2 separate regions of the Xenopus laevis genome follow, and region 2 is linked to region 1. A link is a contact called in public Hi-C data. All regions are on one chromosome and are shown on one strand. Each heading gives the region's core, a stretch centred on a gene start, on an enhancer-like site or on the middle of the called end of the contact. The rest is flanking DNA. Distances are from core to core; before and after follow the strand shown.

Region 1 (5,324 bases), core at 2,585-5,084:
AAATCGAGATTCGAGTTTTAAAAAACAAAAAAATCTGATTTTCGAAATTATACTCTGGCCCCTTAAGAACTCAAATTTGACTATTCGCTGCCTAAAACCTGCCAAATTGCTGTCAGTGGGATCGATTTGGAGTTGTTTACAGCCTTCCAGACATTTGAGTTTTCTCTGGAGAATCCGAGTTTGAAAAATTTGATTTTTTGAAAAATAAATTTCAAATTTATGGGAGTTTAGGGTAGTTTTTAAAAACTTGCATGAATTTGTAATTCAACCTTTGATAAATGTGCCTCTTGATATTCCTACCAATGTTCACCCTAGGCAGTGCAAGTGTATGATATCAGCACGCCAAAAAATTTGATTGTTCACGCACAATTTACGGCTTGTATGGGTCAATCACATACCCGAAAGCATCGCTGACACTAGCAGTTGTGTATGGGACAACGTTATTGCATCATTACCAATTATAGTCGTCATTGTATTTTTAGACATACATCTCTCTAACTCATGGTGAAAACGGCTTGTCAATGAGCATCTCAGCTGTTAGAGGAGAAATGGCTGCGTGAGTGTGCCAGTCACCTCTTCTGCACACATCTTTGCTTTCACATAGAGTTTTGCATCCGTCTCTATGAAAGCAGATTTTCACGTCATGTACCAAGGTGTACTGTCGGTTCAGAAGTGGGCCGTCACTGGAGAGAGAACAAACATTCCCCTTGGTAAACACAGGCCTCTGCCTGGCAGCCAGTGCGAGACTAGAGTTTATTTTTATTTCTTGGAATTCAGCAGACACAAAATCTCTGTTAAATGTTAATGTTTCAGAAGACGCATGGATCAGCATTCTACTGTGGCAGTCAAAAAGGAGGGAGAGATGAGAGGGGGAAAAAAGGATTATGGGGAATTGAAAATTAGATAGTTTTATGGCCGTTTTTATTATTATTACTCCTTTTGCCATCTCCCTCTATTTTCTGTTTTATTCCCTTGTTTTAATCTCAACCTCTGCCTTCTCTTTTCTCCTCTTCTCTGCAAGTAAAGCGGATTAGCCCTACTATTTAGCACTTCACTTTCAGGGTGGAAAATTAAATCGACAGGTTGAACAACCATCCGATTATTCTATTCATTCTGGTTTCATTTAAAACTTCAAACTGGTAAAGAAATAGACCTCTGCTTGCTTTTGTGCTGCACGGGAGAATCTTTAGCAAGGAGGATCATGCTAAACCACCGACTGAAAAACTTTACTTAATTACCCCTTTTAGGGTTGTGAATGGCTGCAGCATATTTGTAGGCCAGAAACCAATTCTATGGGGCATTTCTGCTTTTGTGGTAAGTGGCAGATTATAGAACTCCAAAGTCTTTAGTAGTACACCGTGATGGAAGGAGCCTAAAGTGCTATTCACAGGCCCAAGTAAGAGTTTGATTAATATAATTGTTTGGCGAGAGTGGGGTTCCCCGTCTTTCCATTTACCACTATACGCCATATTTTAAAGCATTCTTGTCCATAAAACCAAGCCTTTTGAGTTCCTACCACACAATTCCAGAGATGGAATCATCAAGAGGCAAGCAAGCAGGGGACATTTATTGATTTAATACTGGTCACACAGGAGCTGACTTTGGGAATATTTATCTGACTGGTGTGGGGGGGGGACCTATCGCGAAAATAAGAATTTAATATAAGTTTCCTCATATTGAAATAAGAAACTTTCTAAATGCAATCAATTAAAAATTCCCAGTTTCTGAAATAATGATGTTTATATTCATTATCCCTCTCTCCACATCGGTTTCTCTTCATTCTGTCTTCATGCAGGAGTTGGGTGTCAGATGAATGATCCAATATATCTTATGGGGGGGGGGGGCTCCCTTTCCTAGCAGATGAATTAGAGCTCACTCAAATAACTGATTCCAGTACAAACAAAATCTAACAAAATAACTGCCTTTTGCACAAATTCTGCATGTAGAGAGACAGGATTTCTGGCGAGTTTAATAGTGAGCTCTAATACATTTAGGCAAAAGGAGCCCCCCTGTAAGATGTATTGGATCATTCATCTGACTCCCAACTCCTACATAAAGACAGAATGAGGAGAAACAGATGCAGAGAGAGGAATAGTGAAGATAAACTTGATTATTTCAGAAACGCTGCATAATGTTTAATTGAATATATTTAGAAAGGTTATTTCAGTATGCTGAAGCTTATATTAATTAATTTTCGCGATCGTTCCCCTTTAAGTATTAAGCTTCCCACTTCTTTTCTAACTATAGGCAGTGCTACCTATGCTGTATGGAAGGCTTCACCAAGAGCTGTTTTACTGAGGCTTAAAATACCAGAGTAAACCATTTGCTGATTTGTCCATCTTTTTGTCACACTTTTTACATTTGGGCATTTGTTTATTGTAGCTTGATGAAGTGATGATGATGCCCACATAGTTTGTGTGTTTGTAACCATAACGTTTGAATAGGGGCCGTGTCAATTCACTTTTTTTGGTTGCAAGGTAAGCAGTTCATGTTGTCATAGAGGCGTTTCCGTTAATCTATAATAAATCATGTTAGACATATAAAGTAATAAAAGATACATTTATGAGCTATATGTTAACTTTAACCAGTTAGACCTGAATGATATATGGCTTTACTAGGCATGGCTAACACATGTAATTTGTGTTCCTAGACACTGAAGTCGGTAATATTTATCTGCTTAAAGATTCATTATATTTATTTAGAATATTATACAAATGTGTGCCCCATATGTTGATGAGACCTGTGTGCTGCTTTAACAGTCTATACGTTGTGTAAGTTTTATTTCACAATCATGGCCAGCTAGCATTTGTCTGTGTCTAATAACGGACACCTTGTCTTAAGGTCTCTTTAGTTTTTTTTGTTTTTTTTTATCGGTCATAAAAGTGCATTTAAGCTGGGCAGCCATAAACAAGAGCCACGCTTCCTTGAAGTTCATATTAAAGCATTCTCTTTTAATTAACTTGGATTCCTAGTATATAACCCTTCCAAGTGTTGTGACCACAACATCCTGTGTTCCATGCTGCCTTTCTCATCTTGGGTAACATCTCCTTTAATCCTGGATGGAAAACTTTGCTTGTTTCATATTGATCCTTTGTAAGGAAGGGCAGGGAGCCAAAAATCCATTAGCATGTACACCCCGCAACTATGGGTGTAACAACTCTGGAATGTCTGAGGCTAAACAGCTTTAGAATCTAAGAAAAAGGCTCTCCTTCCTCTTGTAATCGTTGAATAAAGAAGTCTATTTTACTCAGAAGACAGTATTATAATGCTGTCTGTAAAAAAAAAAAAAAAAAAAGATATTTTTATTTGACTGTATATTGGCTTTTTTGCACTCTTTTATTCCCAGTTATCCCTTGAAAAGTTAAGATCCAGTAACAGGCACTGTTGTCAGTTCATGTACAAATTATTTAAAACCAAACATTTCACATTACATTTTACACATATATGACATTGCTTAATACTGTTTTTTTCCCAGATCTAAGCCTCCTAAATTTGACTTACATTATTTTATGGGTCTCTCTTTTAGAATGGGCCCTTCACATATTCCTACCCAGAATCCATTGAATGTGAATGCTTTTTCATTGCTAGTTGGCAGAGAAAGAGCAGTGAAGAACTGAATCCTGTGCTGTGCCTTTTGTTATGAGCAAGTTTTCCCCATGCTTCATTGTATCTGGTCATCAGCTTGAACAAAGAGTTAAGAATTAGTGTCGTCCTTTTTTCAAAAGGGCTTCTGTTTTAATGGCTCTTGTCTAGCCATTTACCTCGGATTGAACCTCCAGCCCAGAAACAGGGCTGGAAATGACCCTTATGGGCTCCAACCATCTTTCATAGCTGTGCACGCCCACTAGAACACTCATGAAAGCCACTGACCTCTTCTCACCCCTTCCACTCTCCATGGTGCATTGTTCCCGCATGTTTTCCTTTTGAGCCACAACTTCTTTATGCTTTTTAGTATCCCATGGGGCAGTTTGTTTTCCTCCGCTTCTCTTTCTACCCGATAGCAAAACATTTTGTACATTCACTATAAAGCATGCAATATCAAAGCATCTTCACTTCACAGTAAATCAGATCTGCTCCTCATTAGTTTCCCTAGTGTACTTTTTTTTGTTTGTTTCGATGTTGTCTTTAGATATTTCATGTGTCTATGCTTTTGTTCTTTATACTTTTTGTTAATTGATTTTATCTTTTTTTGGTCAAATTTGGCAGTTGTGTAAAAGCTTGTTGTTTGCATGCCACATAAATACACTGCAATTCTCAACATAAAGTGCTTCCATTAATTATGCAGTTTTCTATGTTTCCACTGTTTGGCTGTCATTCATCATAGACACAATTGGAACAGCAACACCTAGTGTGCAACTGATAGTACTGTTGTTGAAAATGTTGTGCAAAATCTAAATCTGCCCAGTACAGGCAAACACAGAGAAGCAGTGTACAGTTCCTTTAAATAATCTGTCTGGAATGGAATTTACAGCTCACTTTTAATGCTGAATTAGTTCCTGTAAGGGAGAGAATAATATGTTTCATTGTATAAGGGGAAATGGTGCTGCATTATTATATTGCTGATCACAAAATAGACTCGACAAATACATGATCTCCTGAATAAATGCTAATCTGTATGTGGTTATATTTGTTTTGCCTTTTGCTAGTCCTGGTCTTAATGTTAGAAGTATTTTCATAATTATAGGTTGTCCCAGACAGCACTTCCTTGTGGCTTTATTGAAGCAGCAGAAGAAAAGGCATGGTCTTTGTGAATTATAACGTATCCCTTTACTGCTGGAGTCCTCCTTTTGCTCTCTGCCAATCTAATTTCATTTAACACTCCTTGCTGAAGTTTTTAGTAGGGTTTCATGGGTACTGTGCAGGTGTGAATTTTGGAGGGTAGCCAGGAATAAAGTAAAGAGAGGCCACATTGTCGCCAAACCTTTTGAATCTCTGGCAAGACTCCCAAGCACCCACCTCCCTCCCTTCCACCCCCTTCAAGGAGCAAGCGTACAGGGAAAAAAATGGCTAGACAGAAAAATTGATTGTTCATGTAATTTGATTTGACATAAGGCAAAGTGGAACGGGAGGACAGGGAAAAAGCTACAACCTCAGCACTGCATTAGCAGGACTGCATTGATGTGAAAGAATTTATAGTTGCCCTATTTCTCTTCAGGAAGCACATTTACACAATCCCAACCAGCAAGGGTCAGAGGAACCTCCAGCAATATCAGAATGAATGCTCCCTCTGTAGTCTACGATACATTGTAGATTTATTCTGCAAAGCCCTGGATTGCAAACAAGAATAGATTTCATTGAGAACGCACACTAGGCAAGTTGCTTAA
Region 2 (5,437 bases), core at 1,103-3,602, 47 kb before region 1:
ATATCTAAAAATTCAAGGTTTTTATTTTTCCACAAAAATGTTTTGTTTCCCTCCTAAAAATCTCGACCAGATAAATTCGAGGTTTAATAAATGGGCCCTTTAGAATTAAGCTGGGAGTGATATTCTGAGACAATCTGCAATTGGTTTTCATTTTTTATTATTTGCTGTTTTTGAATTATTTAGCAACTCCCCAGTTTGCAGTTTTAGAAATGTGGTTGCTTGGGTCCAAATTACCCTAGAAACCCTGTGTTGAATTTAATAAGAGAATGGGATATAAATAGGAAGTAGGGTTGCCACCTTTTGCAGGGAGACTGGACAGGGGGAAGTTTTTTTTAGAGGTGTGTCCGTTATGTCAGGTACAGGGTTATGACGTTGCAATTGCCAAGCCATTTATTTAAAAGACGTCTGGATTTCCTAATTTGGTGATCTGGGCAGGCACTTTTCACCCGGACAGCCATCCTGAAAACCGGGCTGTCCGGGTGAAAACCCAAATAGGAATATAGCCAATAAAAAATAGCAATAACAATGGATTTGTAGCCTTACATTGCATTTGTGTTTTAGATGGAGTCAGTGTCAGTTGGAAAAAGTCAGAAGTTAGCAAATCATTCAAAAGCTGTAAAAAAGAAAAAAATCAAGGCCAACTGAAAAGTTGCTAGAATTGGCCATTTTATTACATACTAAAAGTTAACTTAAAGGCCAACCACCGCTTTAAGAGCTGAATCATCAGATATGCAGGTAGAAACAATAGAATTCTACCTCTATCTGAGAATTCAGCATTAATGTTCGGGCGCCCGCCTTGCCTCCCACCGCCGAATATCGCATTAAACGTTATTTCGTATGATAACATCTGTGTGTGTATGGTCACCTTCACAATGATCCGTGTGTTGTACCTTCCTGCAGATGCAACGCCACCACTTGTTCCCTATCTACTCAGCTCCAGGCTGCACGGAATCCCACCACCTTGGGCAACTCACATACGACAAAAAAGTCTGAAAATAACTTCCTATAGATGAACATTTACATTGCTGCAGTACAGTTGCATTACACATGAAATCACAAACAGGAGCATCTTTTCGAAATAAAGTATTCGCAAGGATGCCAGAATTCTAATGGTTGTCAATAGGTAGGTGTTTTTTGCCTGTGGGCAGGCCTGGACTAGCAATCTGTGGGTTCTGGCAAATGAAAGAGGGGCTGCTGTAATATGCCAAGGGACAGTGACTGTTTATTGGGCTGGTGGGGGCTGTTTTGGGCTTCTGTGTACTGGATAAACCAGGGTCTGTTTTTTGAATCCCAGTCTGGACCTGCCTGTGGGCACTGAAATGTCCCATGTGCTATTGCCTTTAATGTCACGTGGCTTTAAAGCTCTGGGAATCTTTCATATGGGTGTTTTTATTCATCCTTAGGGTTTTATACCTCGAGTTCCCAGACATGGACATGGTGTGGCCCTGCACCTTGTACGGATCTGCAGCTTGTGCAATTACAGTCCAACTTATATATACATTTGCATCTGAAAACAAATATATAGAATTTTTCACAGAAATTGTAAACGACCCAGTGGACACTGTAGAGGAATATGATTGGGGAAATGGCAGTATTTAGTGGAATAATATGTGAGAAATGTCTCCTGACCTGTTGCTGATCATGACCTCATTGTACTGCGTGTTTAGTGACAGGAGAAAGTAAAACACCCTCCCGCTTCTGAAGCCGGCGGTTTCACACACGAGAACCACGAGTTTTATTTTGCCTTCGACAGACAAGTTTTTTTCCGCTTTGCAGTAGAAAAAAAAAAGAGGCAGCGGCAGCAGCAGGAGGAGGAGGAGGAAGGGGGTGGAGGTTGTTCCTGGAAGAGCCACAGCCTGGGGAGTTGGTCACATTCTTGGCTGGGATTCAATGACTGAGGCAGACACCAACAAACAGAGAGAAAGGGGGTGGAGAAGGGAAAGAGGGAGGGGGAGTGCAGACAGAGTGCAGGAGCCATTCGAGCAGTGAGCAGCACCGGGAAGGCAGCAGTCTGTGTGTCTGGGAGAAAGAGCCCTGCTCGCTCCCTAACCTCCAGCAGTGGAACATGACGGGGAACTCGTGAGTCTGTCCCGCCCGCAACTTCCCACGAACCCCTCCACCGACGCTTTGTACTGAGGGGAAGTTCAGGCGCGTTTGTGACTCCTCAGCGGAAAGACACATTAGTGGGACTGAGAGAGAGGGACTGAGTGAGAGGGACTGAGTGGGACGCTATGGGCAGCCTCCTCGTATCTCTGGACTGAAGCTTTGGCCAGGGGATCAGACAGGACAGTGAGACAGTAACGTGTATGGACTGAGCTCTGTGCGGATTGCAAGTAAAGCCCCGAGCCATCGAGTGATTGATCAGCGCGGAACTTGCCCAGTGAGTGAGTGAGTTGTTGTTGCTGCCGCCGGGACCTTCTAGGCATGGAGACCGTGAGCCGCAGCAGCTTCCAGCCCCATCCCGGGCTCCAGAAGACCCTGGAACAGTTCCATCTGAGTTCCATGAGTTCTCTGGGCGGCCCGGCCGCCTTCTCCGCCCGCTGGGCTCAGGACTTGTACAAGAAGGAGAGCGGCAAGGAGCCCCCGGAGCCCATCCTCCATCTGCCCAGCCAGCCGCCTCCAGTCATCCCCGGGGGTCCCCTATTTATGCCGTCGGACCGCTCCACTGAGAGGTGCGAGACTATTCTGGAGGGAGAGACCATCTCTTGCTTTGTGGTGGGGGGCGAGAAGCGACTGTGTCTCCCTCAGATCCTCAACTCGGTGCTGCGGGACTTCAGCCTTCAGCAGATCAACGCCGTGTGCGACGAGTTGCACGTGTATTGCTCCCGCTGCACGGCCGACCAGCTGGAGATCCTGAAGGTGATGGGGATCCTGCCCTTCTCCGCGCCCTCCTGTGGCCTCATCACCAAGACGGACGCCGAGCGGCTGTGCAACGCCCTGCTGTACGGGGGAAGCTACCCGCCCCGCTGCGCCAAGAAGAGCGACTTCCCGCCGGGACCTTTAGAGCTGGAGCTGACCGAGAGCAGTTTCAAGGTGTATCACGAGTGCTTCGGAAAGTGTCGGGGCCTGTTCGTGCCCGAGCTGTACGGACACCCCAGCGCCCCCTGTATCCAGTGCTTGGACTGTCGCCTCATGTACCCGCCGCACAAGTTCGTGGTGCACTCGCATAAGGCGCTGGAGAACCGGACTTGCCACTGGGGCTTCGACTCGGCCAACTGGAGGGCCTACATCTTACTGGCCCGGGATGGGGTCGGGGGAGACGACGAGCAGGCCAGGCTGGGTCGGCTGCTGGATGAGATGAAGGAGAAGTTCGACTACAGCAACAAATACAAGAGGAAAGCAGTCAGGGTAAGTGACGGTCTGAGACTCACCTGGCTAATTACTTTGTGCTGTGACTTTGTCCTGCCTAAGGGCCAAGCCATACATGTGATATTAATGCCAATATTGCCCCCCTGGCCTTTTATAGCAGCAATTACTATTCCCTTCCCAATCAGTGCTCATTCCAAAAAGTCGCTGCTCCTAAAGGTTTTGTCCCAGGAGCTCCAGAGTTAAAAACCTTATCCCACTAAGGGTGATGGGAGTTGCAGGGTTATAATGGTTTGTGTTCAATGTCCTCCAGCTGTTGTGTGGTGTACAACTAGTATTTCTGCCCCAGCTATTCCCAAATCTGGGTTATCACTGTGCCCTTGCCTTTAACTGTGTACCCTCCCAAGTGACCGTGTTTTGTACAGGAAGTATACTAGAGGGCATGTACCACTTTATTGTATACACCACCCTGCCTATGGGACTGTTTGTAATCCTCTATTCTCTGTGATATATATATATTTATATAATTCATGTGAGCGTTCCTGGCATTCGCCAGCGGAATTGTTGATTGGCATTACTGTATGTCGCCCCCATTTCCAGCTGATAGTGAGATGAAGACAAAACCTACATACAGAGTAGAACAGGAATCACACTGTGGGCACTCCATAGCTACGCTAGCGTCTGTACCTTTAACACGAGGCGAGGAGATTCATGGCCATGCATGGAAAGGTAATAAGGAGTCAGGGAAGAGAACATCACCCTGTATGTGGCATTTAAAGTGACCTGATGGTAACCCTGCTTCAAGTTCACTGCTGATCCCACAGATGATACTTAAGTGCTCTTTATATAGCTGCATCTCCTGGTTACAGCAGTCTGAGGAGATAAGTCGTACATTGCAGATCCGACCATTTTTTATGTATGTACTAATATGTACCAAACAGGTGCGGGCAGTTTGCGTCCCCCTGTCCTGCCTATGTAGCTTTAAGAGTGTTGACATGTCAACTTGGGCTTCAAGTGCAGACGAGCAGTTTCACAGGCAGCCTTGATCTTTGTACCCCGTGTTACTCCTGGAAATGTGTCATTAGTTTGTGTATTTTAAATCTAGAACGCCTGCTTCCTTGCTAGTGAATAACAGTAGCCTAGGTGCTTGGATAAAAATCATACTATATTTGGCTACGTTGCCATTAATCTTTATGTGCTGGATAATTAATTCTTTCCAGGAATGTCGGTGTATATATTATGTGCTGCCCTGTGATCTGTAGACACGGCACCAGGCTGGTGGTAATGTGTAGGTGGTGTATACATAACTGGGACAGTCGCATGGAAGGCATGCCACCCAGACTGCCTGTCCAGACTGTAGCGGTTTATTTTAGGCGTCTGGACTGAGCCATCTGTGGATGCCAGTGTGTGTGTAAAGCAAGTTGGTTTCTGGCATAGATCCTTCTCTGTGGGTAGACAAGACAACACCAAAAAAAAAAAGTGAGCTATTTTACTTTGTAAAAACGTCATCCTATTTATTTCCATTACATTTTATGTTGAGATTTTTCAAAGCACATCACTGCTTTCCACCAATGGGAGGAAAAAAAACAACTACTTTTTATAAAACAAAAACAGTTCCTTTGTGGTATTATTGTAGTGAATTGAAAGCTTTTTAGCAACTGCTTCATAACGGACTTTTACATTTTCTGTCTCTTGATATTAAACATTGCTGTTTTCCTCTACTGCTGTCTGACAGTGAAAGGGTTAAAAGTTGTCCGGAGCAATAATGCTTTTTTTTTTTTTACCCTCCAGCTGTGTAAATTTTATTTTTTTTATTTAACCAATTTGATTTCTGACTATTCAGTGGATTAATAAAACGTGCAACTTGATTCCCCCCAGCTGATTATTCCTGGTGCATAATAAAGTTGCATTTACTGATCTCTTCTTGGGAGGCCAATTAAACCACATTATTGCTTAAACCTTTTTTCCCTCTCTTATTATCACTGAATAGACTCCTTCCCTATTTCCCCAGGAGTTCCTTACAACTGTGTGTCAGAGCTATTGTGGCAATGTTAACTGTAATGAGGCACATTATCTGTGATAGTTGGAGGTGGATGCATTTTTAATGGCTTGTCTATCCCCGTCTAATCAA

What was found. Hi-C and Micro-C count contacts between places; a contact is called where the count stands out from the background.
Region 2: a Hi-C map of the XTC cell line shows a contact between it and region 1, with 4 times the contacts expected there. The contact joins the promoter of ski.L here to the enhancer-like site in region 1. A contact is called at or near these places in 2 of 4 Hi-C or Micro-C datasets (the XL177 cell line and the XTC cell line).

What each region holds. Positions count from the first base shown.
Region 1 is chr7L:94,782,796-94,788,119 of Xenopus_laevis_v10.1, reverse strand. All of the region lies in intron 1 of ski.L (SKI proto-oncogene L homeolog), which reads left to right. Among protein-coding and RNA genes, the nearest start is that of ski.L, 46 kb to the left of the region's middle. Within about 2 kb of position 3,834, at least 1 of the 7 cell types and tissues checked has an H3K27ac peak or open chromatin away from gene starts, as enhancers often do.
Region 2 is chr7L:94,828,380-94,833,816 of Xenopus_laevis_v10.1, reverse strand. It overlaps ski.L (SKI proto-oncogene L homeolog), which reads left to right and starts at 2,352. Exons shown (of 7, transcript NM_001090643.2): 1 at 2,352-3,348. The coding sequence starts at 2,425.